Regions from separate parts of the Sus scrofa genome. Here all the other regions are linked to region 1. A link is a contact called in public HiChIP or PLAC-seq data. All regions are on one chromosome and are shown on one strand. Each heading gives the region's core, a stretch centred on a gene start, on an enhancer-like site or on the middle of the called end of the contact. The rest is flanking DNA. Distances are from core to core; before and after follow the strand shown.

Region 1 (4,545 bases), core at 1,346-3,845:
AGTCTCTTAATTTTAGGTATTTTTGTAAGTATATAGGGGCATCTCATTTAGTTTTAATTCTCATTTCCCTAATAACTGATGATTTGGTATCTTGTGTTTACTAAGATATCTGTATATATTCTTGGATGCAATCTGTTTACATTTTTTGCTGAGTTTTTAATTGGTTAGCTGTTTTCTTTTTATTGAGTTTTGAAAGTGCTTCATATACTCTGGATACAAGTTTTTATCTGATGTGTAATTTGCCAGTGTTTTCTCCCAGTCTGTGGCTTGTCTTTTCATTCTCTTAATAGTGTCTTTCAGAGAGCAGAAGTTCTTAATTTTGATGAAGTCTAATTTACCGATTTCTTCTCATTCATGGATCATGCCTTCAGAGATGTATCTATAAAACCTTTGATCACAAACCCAAAGTCACAAAAATTTTCTTCTGTATTTTCTCCTAGAAGTGTAACAGTTTTAGATTTTACATTTAGGTCTAAGGTTCATTTTAAGTTCATTTTTCCATATGGTTAAACTATGAATTCAGTTTCATTTTTCTCACATATGGATGTACAATTGTTCCAGCACCATTTGTTTAAAAGTAAACTGCCATTGTATCTGAGTCAAAAAGCAATTGACTGTGTGTGAATCTATTTCTAAGCTCTCTACTCTCTTCCTTTGATCTAATTGTCTTATCTTGATGTCATATCACAAACTGGCAAACAATGTCTTGATTACCATTACCATTTCACATCCCTACAAGCAATTTATTAGTTTCAGTTGCTCCACATCCTGATTAGAACTTGGTATTTTTTTTAAATTAGCTTTTGTAGTAAGTGTGTAGTGGTATCTTAGGTTTTTAATTTGCATTAAAATTGGGTTGTTCTCTTTCTTACTGGTGAATCTCCCACTTTTTTTTTTTTTTTTTTTTTTTTTTTTTTTTTTGGCTGCACTCAGGACACTCAGGAGTTCCCAGGCCAGGGATTGAACCTGTGCCACAGCAGTGAGAAAGCCAATGCCAGATCCTTAACCTGCTGAACCACCAGGAAATGCCTCCCATCTTTTATTCTTATACTTAACTTCCCCTAATTTTCTAAACAATATCCATCTCAGGTGTATATCAAGGCCTCCTTGCTATTCTTCTGCACTTTCAAATAAGAGGTAGCTTGCAATTACTGTAAGTAGATAGTCTGCCCCAGGATGTTAGAAGGGATTGGCTTGATCTTGGGCCAAACCTTTGGAGTCACCTTGAGTTCCTCTTTCTCTCACATTCCTTATTTGATCTGGTAGTAAATCTTATCAGTTTTACTATCCAGAATTCAATTAATTTCTCACTACCATTCTACCATCTTCTCTTGCTCTTATCTTTGTAATAGTTTTCTAACTAGTTTCTCTACTTGGGCCCTTGCCCAACTTATGTTTTGTAACACATCTGTCAGAGTGATCCTTTACTAAAAAAGTTAATTTGACCTCCTCACTCCTCTGCTCAAAACCTTTTACAGGCATAGAAAAGTCAAAATTAAATCTCTTATTAGGGGAGTTGCTGTTGTGGCTCAGTGGAAACACTCAGTGGAAACAAATCTGATTAGCATCCATGAGGACGCAGGTTCAATCCCTGGCCTTGCTTAGTGGGTTAAGGATTCAGCATTGCTGTCACTGTGGATCAGCAGCTACAGTTTCGATTGACCTCTAGCTTGGGAACCTCCATATGTCTTGGGTGCAGCCCTAAAAAGACAAAATAAATAAATAAACTTTATTAGGGCCTATAAAATTTGATCTGGCCATGCCTATCTCATCTCCTTTTCCTTTCCTCTTCTCTTACTCAAATGCAGCCCACAGGCCTCCTTGCCACTTGCCTCAAATCCTTTCCTTGCTGTCTTTTGCAGGAAAAGCTTTTCTGCAGATTTCTTCATTGGTACTTTCCTCATTTCGGTCAGTTCTCAATATCATGAGCCACTTTCTTTGATCACTCTGTCTAAAAAGGCATGCACACACGCTCATACACCACCCTTGTTCTTTACTTTTATCTTAATTGTGCTTAACATGCTACATAACTATGTCATAACAGTTAATACATTCAGAGTTCCCCGTATTTTAATTGCTTTATACATTACTTGATCTTATTTTTTCAAGAGGAAGCCGAAACGCAGCGGTTAACCATCAAGTGGTGCAGCAGGGATTCTACTCCAAAGAATTCGAATCTGGGGGTCCCTACTGTAAAACAGGATGCCATTCAGGACTCCTTTTCTAATTACTGTGTTGTTTGCTGTCTGTGTTGTTTACCCCACTGGATCGTAAAAGGCAAGTCAAGGAGCTTTGAACATTGCTGTTATTCCCTGGCCAGAGAGTACTGCCTGCTAAAGGCTTAAAAGTGAGTCAAATTATAAGCTTAAAAAAAAATTGGCTTAAAACTTCAGGTGCGAGGTGAGTTCAGTGAGACAAGCGGATCAGTAACAGATAGGACAGGGGGGAACACAGTCACAGCAGCTAGAGGCGCCGAGACGCGGCGCAGGAGTGGCGGCTTAGGGCGCTTCCGCCCCGCCCCGCTCCGCCCCCAACCAGAGCGCGCGCTGGGATTGGCCTCGGTGGCTCCGCCCGACCCGGTTACCCCTGTCCCGCAAGACTCGCGCAAGGTGACCCGGAAGCAGTTGGAGGCGCCGCCGCGCAGCCCAGCTCTCTTTTCCGGTCGGCGTGGTTTGGGAGGTGCTCGTTTGCGGTGCCCCGGTCTTCACCATGAGCGTCCCGGCGTTCATCGACATCAGCGAGGAAGATCAGGTATGCCCCTGGGCCGCGGCTGACGCCAGGGCGGGGTCCAAGGGTGGTGTTCAGCGGTGTGAGGGGCCACGTCCTGAGCGAGCCAGGGCTGTGCCGGCGGGAAGCTGCCTTACGGAGCCAGCCGGGGAGCCGAGAGCTGCCGTTCAAGGCCTCCACACGCCAGACTGGGGAGGCCGCGAGGCAGGGGCGTGCGTTTCTGGCTTGGAGTTGCACTAAGCTTGCGGGCCGGCGGGCCCAGGAGTAAGCCGCAGCTCGACGGCCAACTTCCTAGTTCGTGTCGGAACTCTTAGAGCCTGGAGTTAACTTCTATCGACGCAGTACTTTTGACTCATTGCAAAGGGTATCTGCTTCCGTCCCCTAATTAATAGCCACACCCTGAGTGGGAGGTGGCGAATCTTTAGGTGGCGTTAGCAGTACAAGGAAAAATAACTTCGATTTGAAAATCAAAATGGTTATGTGATCGCAGAGGCACAGGTGACCCCTATTTTGTACGTAGACTGTTTCATATCCTTATTTGAAGGGCAGGAGTGAGAGTTCTGTAACCGGAAACCATAACGTCATACTTTGAGGCATGCACCTGGTGAACAGCGCTAATATTCAAAAATTTTCTTTTTGGGTTTTGCTCTTTGGCGTTTATGGTTAATGCTTCTCGTTTCTCTCCGTAGCAAAAGTTAAACTTGTAAAGATCTTCCCTAATTTTGCAGAACTGAAAACTATATTCTGTGAGGTCTTGAGTGTTGTGATTTTGTATTTTTTTTCTTACTCCGCTAACACGGAAATTTTGGTTCCTGTAGAATAAAACATTCCTAGTCTAATGGAACTTTTATAATTGCAGATGTGGGGTTTTTGTTTGTTTTCTCCTTTGGTAGAAACGCAGACCCACAGCCCTGAAGAGCACAATAAGGAGAAAGGAAAAAGAAAGAAAAACAAGAAAGGGAAGGAGTTGAGCACAATTAGAAAGGAAGATGTGGAAGACAAGGGGAAAAAAAAAATACCTGATTAGGAATGGAATCTGTTGTCAACAAATGGTTATTAGGTTACTGAAAAGTACTTATTTTTTTTGTTTGTTTTTAAACATAGGAAAGGGTTTTTAGATGCAGTAAGTTCTTGTCATTGATTATATTTTAAAGTGTCATTTCTACTGTTCTTGTTTCACATTGGCCATTCCTTTAGTATATACGTGACTGCTTCAGGAGTTTTAACTTTGGTCGGATTTTCTGATTACAGGTGTGAAGTGGAGTTGCAAATCCTTTCCTTTGCTTTTACCACTCCACAACCACCTGTAGACAGTAAGGGTGACAGATGAAAACAATAAACTATTGATTGCATAGTTGGCTTTGTGTGCACAAAGCAGAAACCAAACAAATGCCTTTCGGAGGAGACCATATTGTATTTTCTTCAGCATGCACTGCTATTTTTGTGCTCTCTGATATGGTGATATTTGTTTTATGAAATCTTGCTTATATTGCCAAATCATGTGAAGGTACTGTGTTATCTGAAAGGATGGCACCATCAGATCTATAGATTTAATCTGCTATGGTAGCTAAACATATTTGTGGGTTTAGAAAATGTGATGCCTCTGAATTTACTAATGATATCCCTACGTCTCCATTTCACTTCATTTTAAGTATTGTCTGCATTCATGTTTGGCTGCCAAAAGTCCTCAAAAGTTATTAAATGTTACATATGCATTAGAGTAGAAAATATCTAGATGCTTGGATGTGGTACTATGGTTATGTTTTTATAGGTCCTAAAGTGCTTTCTAATCCAAATAGGCTTTTAAAAGGTTAATTA
Region 2 (4,545 bases), core at 1,020-3,519, 380 kb after region 1:
AATATTCTTTTCCATTATGGTTTATCATAGCATGTTGAAAATAGTTCCCTTTGCTATAGAGTAGGACCTTGTTGTTTGTCCATTCTATATGTAATAACTTACATCTGCCAACCCCAGCCTCCCACTCCATCCCTCCCCCAAATCCCTCCTCCTTGGCAATCTCAAGTCCATTCTCTATTGAACAACTGTCTTGTATCACTAGAACTGTCAATCATCATTTTCTACTTGCCCTTATTCATTCATCCATGATACCTTCCTGGGGATACTCCCCCACTTATACACCTGATGCCTAGGTGATGGTGAGCTCCCCACATCTCTAGGTGAGTTGCCCAGGGCTAGGTACTGATCCAAAGGCTATCTGCTGGCAAATGAGACTGTGGCACAAAAATCAGCTTGGCCAATCGAATTGTAAATAGAAAAATTAAATTATGAAGGAATAATGACTAAGAAAATGAAGAAGCTGGTCTGTATTGTAGAGAGAGGAATGAGGCAGACTGCAGGAAGAAACAGAGATGTGATGAGAGATCTGTGTGTCCTGGGGAGATGACAGAGTAGTACCAATCTCTAGAGCAGTGGCCAGCTTTCTTCTTCCAAACCCCGGGTAGCCTCGCAGCGAACTCCCTTTACCTTGAGGTGATTTGAGTTTCCAGTTATTGCAGCCAAAAAGCAAACTGGAACATGTGTCAATGTTAATATTTATACTATTCAGAATATATCCAAAGATTATAAGGAAGTCATTCCAAGTCAAATCAGTGGTTTTGGCGGTGTTGCAGCTTCCCCTCCACATGTGAAAATTGTTTACATTAATCCTTCAAGGGGACACCAGGGGTGTGGCAGTAAGAGGTAGATCTCACTAGGAAAACTGTTCTAGCCTGGAAACTTCTTTTTTTGTTTTTTTAGGACTGTGCGCAAGGCATATAGAAATTCCCAGGCTAGGGGTCGAATCAAAGCTGTAGCTGCTGCCTACACCACAGCCACAGCAATGCCAGATCTGAACCACCTCTGTGATCTACACCGCAGCTCATGGCAACTCTGGATCCTTAACCCACTGAGTGAGGCTAAGGATCGAACCTGAGTCCTCATGGATGCTAGTGAGCATGACGGGAACTCCCTGGATGCTTCTTAGAATCACCTGGAAAGCTTCAAAATTCTTGCCTGGCCCATCACCACCCACCAGCTCTGGCCCCCTGCCCAGAGTTACATATGGTAAAGAACCACAGCTTCCCAGGAGATTTTAAGGTGGAGTCAGGGTTTGGAATCACTAATCTAGAGACTAAGATATACTGGTCTGGATTCAGAAATGAGAATTGAATGTTTTCTTCTAAATCTTATTTCCAGTTAATTGAATTTCTTAAGCACCCCACCCCACGCCCAAAAGGTGAATCCTTATCAGAGAACGGAGTGTGTGCTTAAGGGAAAACTGTGTGATGTGCTTGCTACTGAAAGGTTTGAGGGTGTTGCATTGCTCTCAGCCTTCAATACTTTAGGCCAACTTCCCACATGTGATTTATATAGAAATAGTGTTTGTCAGCACTAATTTCACTCCATCTTATTTTGTTCTAGTTACTTAAATTTAACAAGTTTTATAGTTTACAGGTAGGAGACAATTATCACCTTCATTTTAAGACAAACATATTTGATGCTGTCTTAAAGCATTTTACAAATGAACAGTTAAGAGTCACTAGCTTTTACTTTTTTAAGATCAGGCCCTAAAAATATTTCTATTAATTTAGCTTGCTATCTTACTGCTATAGGCTGAGGAAAGCATGGTTCTCTTGGATCAGCAACTAGTTGTCCAGTGCTGCAACAGTCACAGCCCCGGGTACCTGGGACGAAGGGAAAGAAGCCTCCAGAACGAGCTCATCTTGACAGGGTATTTTTCCTTTCTGGAACGCAGACGGCACATAAAATGCTGACTGCTCACTGTGTTTCAGAACTATCTAAACCAAGCTGAACTCTCATGAGCTGTGTTTGCCCCTGGCCTTCCATCTTTTCGCGGTTAAAGTCTCACTTTCAACTCGAGTCACTTAGATGATCCAAACCAAGTCTAACCGTTAAAGTGAGACCTGGTGGGCGTGACCTTAACAGCCAAAATGAGGGGACCGGACAAACTGTGCGCAGCTACAAAATATGATGTAATATTTAAATTTAAAAACCAGGGCGGGGAAGGAAGGCGTTGCAGCTAAGCGGCCTTTTTCCTTTCTTTTTTGACTGGCTGGGCACCACCTACCCCTCAGGCCGCCGGCTCCGGCCGCCTTTCCGTACGGCAATATGGCGCCTCCCTATGAGGAAGGGGGCCTCCCGGTTCCGAGTCACCGCCCACTGAGCCCCCTCAGCGGGCACCCTGCCGCGCCTCCGGCCTTTCCGTACCGAAACATGGCGTCGCCCTACGTGGGGCGGGCGCCTCTCGGCTAAAAGCTCTCTCTAGCTCGCTACCCGACGCTGAGGAGCGGCCACGCTGGCCGCTACTCACACGACCCGGGCGGGGAGGACCGCTGGCAGGGCAGCGAGGGATGCGGCCTCGGAGGGGCAGAGGCTGAACCGCCCTGCCCGCCGCGCATCCTCCCCGCCTCCGCCGCTGCGCCGGCCCCCCGTCAGATTCTCGGCCCAGCGGCAGGAGGGAGGACGCTGACTCCGTGGCAGGTGAGGGAAGCAGGCGCGGAGGCTGGCAGCCCTGCGGAGCCCGCACGGGAGGAACGAGGTCGAAATTATAGGCATTTCTTCGCTTTTTCCCGTCGGTCGGGACCCGGTGATGTCGCGTGGAGGCGTGGAAGCGGCGCAGACTGCGGGCGGGCTGAGTCTCAGCGCGGCCTTTGTCCCACCCCTCGAGGCCGTCCTCCAGGCGCGTCCCGCTTCCTTCGCTTGCTCCCGGCTCGGCCACTCCCTCGCCGGCCCAAACAGTTGTTTACCACGGAATCTGCTCGCTGGGAGAGAGTGGCACTGGGTGCTAGAGCAAGGGGTTCGCGCAGTCTCTGGACAGAGCTCCTTTATTTCGCTGAAAGACCCTTTCTGCTGGGGAGTCTCTTGTGTCCAGTTTGGGCTCGGCGTGCGGCTCAGATAGACGGTCTTCACGGCAAGTTCGAGGATCCTCCCACCCCCCGGTTCCCTTTTGGGGCATAGCAGGAATTGGGGAATGTTGAATGAATGAGCACACTGTACGCAATTAAATGGGTCCTCGCTGTATCCTATAGTCCTCTAATTAGAGTTACCATCTGTGGGGAAGGAAGCCTGTTGTGTACCAGCTGTCGTTATGCACGCTCTGTCCTTTACACTTGCCCCAAACCCAAGAGGTGGGTAGCTGTACTTGACAGATGAGGAAACTTTAGTTACCCAGCAGGTAAAGAGCCAGAATTGGAACCCAGGTTTGTTTTAGACCAACGCCCATCCCTCCTGTATAAACTGACTCTAGAGAGATGACACAGCTATCAACAACTATTTGGTGGTTATCTGTTTGGGGGAGGTACTTATATGTATGGAGCAGTATGGTTGGTCTTGCCCTTAAGAAGTTAAAACTCTAGGTGAAGACCTTTTTTTTAAAAATAAGAACTAGCAATTTTACGGTCTGACCCCAATGCATCTCTAGGTTTTCATCACCTGCAGCTTGTTCTCATTTTTGTATGCCTTCGATTGTGCCTTTTGAGTGAAATTCCCCCCTTTTCACCTCCTCTCTTCCTCTAGACGCTTTTTAATTGGGTGAAATCCTACTCTTTGCAAAAACGCAAGCTCAAGTAACACCTTTTCTGGGAAGGTTATCCCAACTTCCTCCAGGCAGAATTATTTACCTCCTCTGCTATATTCCCTAAGTGATTCATAATGCCATTAAGGCTTAAGTTTCACTGTATTTCCTTGTAAGAATGTCTGCCTCTCCCTTTAGACCATGCTTTTTCATCGTTCTCTTCCTCTTTAAATAAACATGTTTTGAATTGGATTTAAGGCAATGATGAAGGTCAAGTCGAGTAACCATCCCTACAGCAGTTTAGAGAAAGGTGCAAGCACTGGTAAGCTTGGGGAGGCGACGTCGGAGGAGGTAGGCCTTGAGCCGAATATTAAAAGGGTTAGTTTACGAAACAGTGTTAAAGACCTGGAAATCCTACTTTTCCTCCTTACTGCGCAGAATGAGTTACTTTATCCTTTCTGAGCTTATTCCCAGCATGTGAAGAGGATAAAATTAGAAGCGTTTTTGTTTGTCCTTTCTCCTAGAATATGCTGGTAGTGCTATCTTTTGGGTCTTGAGGCATTTCTAGAGCCAGACAGGATTTAGGTCAGAGTGGAGATGGGTGTCTGGAGTGGGCTGCTGGAAGGTAAAGGGGAACTACATTAAAGCAACCTTCGTATTAATAATACAGGCCTGAAAACGTCAATTCCAGTAACTTCATTCTATTTAATGGAGTATCTAATGTTCAGATAATTATATCAAGTGATTCTTTGGTCTAAAGTGCAGAAGAGAGTCTGCCAAACCTCCTGAAAACAGTCAACATTTCTTCTGATCCCTGGATTGCCTTCCAGGTGTGCAATAAGGTCTAATTAGTGCTTATGAAAATGTTC
Region 3 (4,545 bases), core at 940-3,439, 350 kb after region 1:
TTTAAAATTATTTGTTCATTTATTTGTTTTTTGTCTTTTTAGGGCTGCACCTGTGGCATATGGAAGTTTCTAGGCTAGGGGTCAAATCAGAGCCGTAGGCCATGGTCTATGCCACAGTAGTGCCAGATCCAAGCTGCATCTGTGACCTACACCACAGCTCGTGGCAACACCAGATCCTTAACTCACTGAGTAAGACCAGGGATTGAACCTATATTCTCATGGATACTAGTTGGGTTCTTAACTCACTGAGCCACAATGGGAACTCCCAAACTATTATATACAGAATGGATAAACAAGGTCCTACTGTATATTCAATATCCTATGATAAACCATAATGGAAAAGAATATGAAAAATGTACATAACTATATTAATATTTTTTACATATATATATAAAACTGAATCACTTTGTGGTATGGCAGAAATTAATATAACATTGTAAATAAACTATACTTAATCAAATAAAAAAACTTTTAAAAGATATGTGTGGTTTTCCCACTGTGGTGCAGTGCATTAAGTATCCAGCAATGCCACAGCTGTGGTGTAGGTTGCAGCTGTGGCTGGAATTCAATCCCTGGCCCAAGAATTTCCATATGCCAGGCAGGCGTGTAAAAAAAAAGAAAAAAAAAAGTGTGTGCTGAAATAATTACGTAATATCAATATGACGGCCCCCTAAACAGTGATGTACTTGATAATTGCCATGGATCTGTAGAGGAGAAATAATCAGTATAATCTGGAAAAAAAGTCTGTCCAGTGAAGAAAGTGGGATTTGAATTAGGCCTCCAGGATGCATAGAGTGTGGATAAGTAAAAAGGAGCATTTCGCCAGGTAAGACAGACAAAGATAGCACAAGCTGGTAAAAAATTCTTTGAAATTTTTATAAAATATCAAAATAGTCGCTTAAGTCAATATTACCGTTTCTCAAGATTTGGTTTCAAAAATAAGATGAGCTTTTTTTCTCCTGAGTAGTGAGAACGGACTTGTGTGTTGATTCGGTTAAAAGCATAAGGTAAAGTTAACTGGTCTACTGGATACCAGAAACCAGTCCTAAAGTGTATCTTTGAGAGCAATAGCCAACTGAGAAATTAACAAAGGAAATTCCTTGAACTGAGGCAAAGCTGGGTTTTACTACCACCAGGGGGAGGGAGCACATAAAAATACTAATCCAAATCTTAGGAGCAGCAATGGCTCAGGTCTCACCCGTTAAACCGGGGTCCCTAAGGTCGCAGCTTCTTGATATGGATTCTTTGAAATAACCACACGTATGTATTCTTCTAACCACGTGTAGGAGCGTCCTCCAATAAGCTAATGAACTCCCATTTAAAAACCATTTAATTTATAACGTTACGGTCGGTCATCCTCCTCCTCCTAATTTATTATACAGTACACTAAAGGTTTAAAATGATTGCGAAATCCGCAAGTTAGAAAGGGGAGGGGGAGAATTGAATTACTGGTCTCATATCAACTCATCTTTTCAGAGGTACCCCAGCATTGGATCCCTTTACCCTCCTCCTCCCCTTCTCTCCTAGTTCTGTCCCTGGCCACCAGACCCAGAGTTACTTTGAAGGCAGCACTGATTTCCTTGGCAGCCAGCCCCAAGGCCAGCCCCTGCCCTCCTGACTGACCTCTAGACATTGCTCCTCTGGGCCAGATAAAAGATTCGTTCTTTACAGGAAGGGATGCGTGGAAATGGGTGTGATATAATATTAAGCACTTAGGTTCCAGACCCAACTACTAAAATGCCGAACATGAGTTAGGTCGTGTAATCCTCGTTTAAAAAAATAAATAAATAAATCCGTTAAGTGGGTACTAATACTGCCCCCGCGCACAGGTGAGGACAGTGAGGCCCAGAGGTAATCCAGTGTGGGATGGGATGTGCTTTGCACCCAGCTGGTCTGAGGCTGCCGGGCGCTTATCCCTGCCTGCGCTTGGACTCTGCCAACCGCGACGAAATGCTGGCCGCGTGGGGCAGGCGCGGACTCGCAGGGTCGTGTTCGCAGAAATATTTCCCATCTGGCTACCCCGAGGCCGGGACTCAAGGGGAAAGCTGCCGTACCTTTCCCTTGCCCGCGGGGCAGCAGGTTACTGCCTGCCGGGCCTGCACGTGACCGGTGGAGCTTGGCGGTCCCGCGGGCCCGCCGGGGGCGGAGGATTCAGGGGGCGGTGCCTGCCGGAAGCCCCGCCCCTGCCCCGGCCAGTTAACTGGCGGCCGCAGCGCCGGCACCCACTTCGCGGTGAGGCAGTCTGAGGTGGTGGCGTGTGGTCCGCTGCTGCCATGGCCACGGTGCGGGAGAAGGCGGCGGCTCTGAACCTCTCGGCTCTCCAGAGCCCCGCGCGGAGGCCTCCCGGTAGGTGCCAGGGACCCTGTCCGGGGGCGGGCTTGGGACCCAGGCTGCGGTTCTCGCGCGGGCGGGAATTCCGCCGGGTACAGCCAGGTCCGCGGCGGCCTCCGGGAGCTCCTCACAGCTGCGGCCGCTCGGACCAGTGCCTTCGCTGCTCAGCTTTCTAAGTTACCCAAACTTTAACTTAACCGTGTCCTAGTCTGTGCTCCCGCTGCGGACTGGGCTGGCAGACGGTCACCAGACGTGCTCCACAGCAGTACTGGTGACAAGTATATCTGCAGTGGTATAGCTCTTTGCCTTCTGTCTCAGCCACAGACCTTGACTCCTCAGTACAGCCATGGCCCAAATGCCTCTCTTGCCCACTTTGTTCCCCAGATTCTTCCTGGGAGTGAGGAGAAGTTTCTGTTATATTAAATTGTACCGGCAGAAACTTGGCTTCAGGTATTTTTTGTGCTTTCCGGATAAACGGTATTTCAATGAATAGAAGTTTTTGCTTTTCTTTTTCAGAGGATTTATGTTATTAAGAGAGACGCTGGTGAATTCTGCCAGCTTAATCATGTGTTGGGGGGCGGTTTGCTTAGAATGTTAGTATGCTAACATCTTGGGGTTTTTTAAATGTTCCAACAACGGAACAGAATTGGACGATCGGTTCTAAAATTCTAATTCCAACGTATCCTACATCTCAGTTAATAGAGTTAAGACGTCCAGATAACACTTGGCTTTTTTAGTTTACTTTTAGAGAAGTTAGAACTTTCCCCCTTTTTGTAGCTGCAATGTGGGGTGCTTTAAGAATTAGTTCCCCATCTGACAAAAACTTTTCATTTGTAAAAACAAACCAGTGAAACTGTGACTCATTCCTCAAGGTAAGAGTGGTCAGTGGATTGTCGTAGGTCACATTGGGTGCATAATCTTCAAAATGCTAAGAATAAATTGTGATAGAGAAGCACTTTTCTGTTTGTACTTTTCTAAAAACAATCTTAATATTGACCTTATCCTCCAATTGAAAGGATTCAGATGAGCACATGATGGCTACATTCAGAATTTTTCCTTGTTTTATAGGAGAGAAGAGAAATAATTCATCATTTAGGAATATAAAATCAAATAGTCTTGGAAACAGTCTTGAGAAATCTTTAGGCTCACTTTTTAAGTGAAAGAAATTCCCAAGTTTTACATGATTAAAAGTCCTCTCTTGAAGCTCCAATTGCGGCTCAGCAATAATGAATCTGACTAGTATCCATGAGGACGCAAGTTCAATCCCTGGCCCCGCTCAGTGGGTTAAGGATCTGGTGTTACCGTGAGCTGTGGTGTAGATTTCGGATGACGTTCAGATCTAGCGTTTCTGTGGCTGTGGTGTAGGCCAGCAGCTGTAGCTCCCATTCGACCCCTAGCCTGGGAACTTTCCGTATGCCCAGGTGCGGCCCTAAAACGCTAAATAAATAAATAAAAAAGTCTTGTCTTCTCTAACACTTGAAATACCAATTCAGAACTTTGGTCATTTGTGAACAGATTCTTAGTGCAAGGGAACATGTATTCAAAATTAAATAGATAACTCTCAGAGGGAAGAGTTAAAATGATGGTTATGGAATTTGAACCCAAGGAAAGGACCACAGTCTTCTGCATACTTGGTGCAGTGGGCAGAGAAGGCCTCACTGCCTATTCTCATGTGCTTTGCTTGCTGCTGTTGGAACCCTCCCTGTTATCCTGTGTTAATCCCCTTTCCACTCTTTAGTTGCCTTGTCACAGTCCTAGTGAGCACGGTAATGGGAGCCGCTGGATTTTGGTTCCTTGCCATTGTCGTTCTGTGTGCTCTGGCAAGCAGCTTTGTATATTTGTTTCTTTACCTATTAGTAACTCTTCCACATTTTAAAGGGGCTGTAACAACCAGGGAGCTGATCTGTATGGAAGAAAGAAAGTCTATAAGCTAACCTTTAGTAAATACTTGCAAGATATTTGCCTTTTTATATAGACAGGTAAAAAAGTGGTATGTTATCCTGTTATCCCTTTAGACTGTAACCTAATTCTTTGAATTCACCTGGTATCACTTTTCTAGGGAGCTCAAAGTACTTCCCATATGCTCTCTCTTTAATCTGTATGAAATAAAGTATCGACCCATGCCTAATTTTGTTGATAGTTCTAACATATTTTAAAATTGTTTTTTATTTATTTTACATAGTTTACCTGCAGCCTCCTTTTCAGAGGCAGTGT

Evidence for each region. HiChIP or PLAC-seq counts read pairs in DNA pulled down with a chosen protein or histone mark.
Region 2: an H3K27ac HiChIP or PLAC-seq map of alveolar macrophages shows a contact between it and region 1. The contact joins the promoter of TCP11L1 here to the promoter of EIF3M in region 1. A contact is called at or near these places in 1 of 47 Hi-C or Micro-C datasets (heart right ventricle) and 1 of 2 datasets of contacts at active chromatin or transcription factors (alveolar macrophages).
Region 3: an H3K27ac HiChIP or PLAC-seq map of alveolar macrophages shows a contact between it and region 1. The contact joins the promoter of DEPDC7 here to the promoter of EIF3M in region 1. A contact is called at or near these places in 1 of 5 promoter capture datasets (liver) and 1 of 2 datasets of contacts at active chromatin or transcription factors (alveolar macrophages).

The regions. Positions count from the first base shown.
Region 1 is chr2:28,280,862-28,285,406 of Sscrofa11.1, reverse strand. EIF3M (eukaryotic translation initiation factor 3 subunit M) reads left to right here and starts at 2,595. Exons shown (of 11, transcript XM_005661051.3): 1 at 2,595-2,751. The coding sequence starts at 2,710.
Region 2 is chr2:27,900,890-27,905,434 of Sscrofa11.1, reverse strand. TCP11L1 (T-complex protein 11-like protein 1) reads left to right here and starts at 2,269. Exons shown (of 10, transcript XM_021083207.1): 1 at 2,269-2,643.
Region 3 is chr2:27,926,503-27,931,047 of Sscrofa11.1, reverse strand. DEPDC7 (DEP domain-containing protein 7) reads left to right here and starts at 2,189. Exons shown (of 9, transcript XM_021083209.1): 1 at 2,189-2,346. The coding sequence starts at 2,274.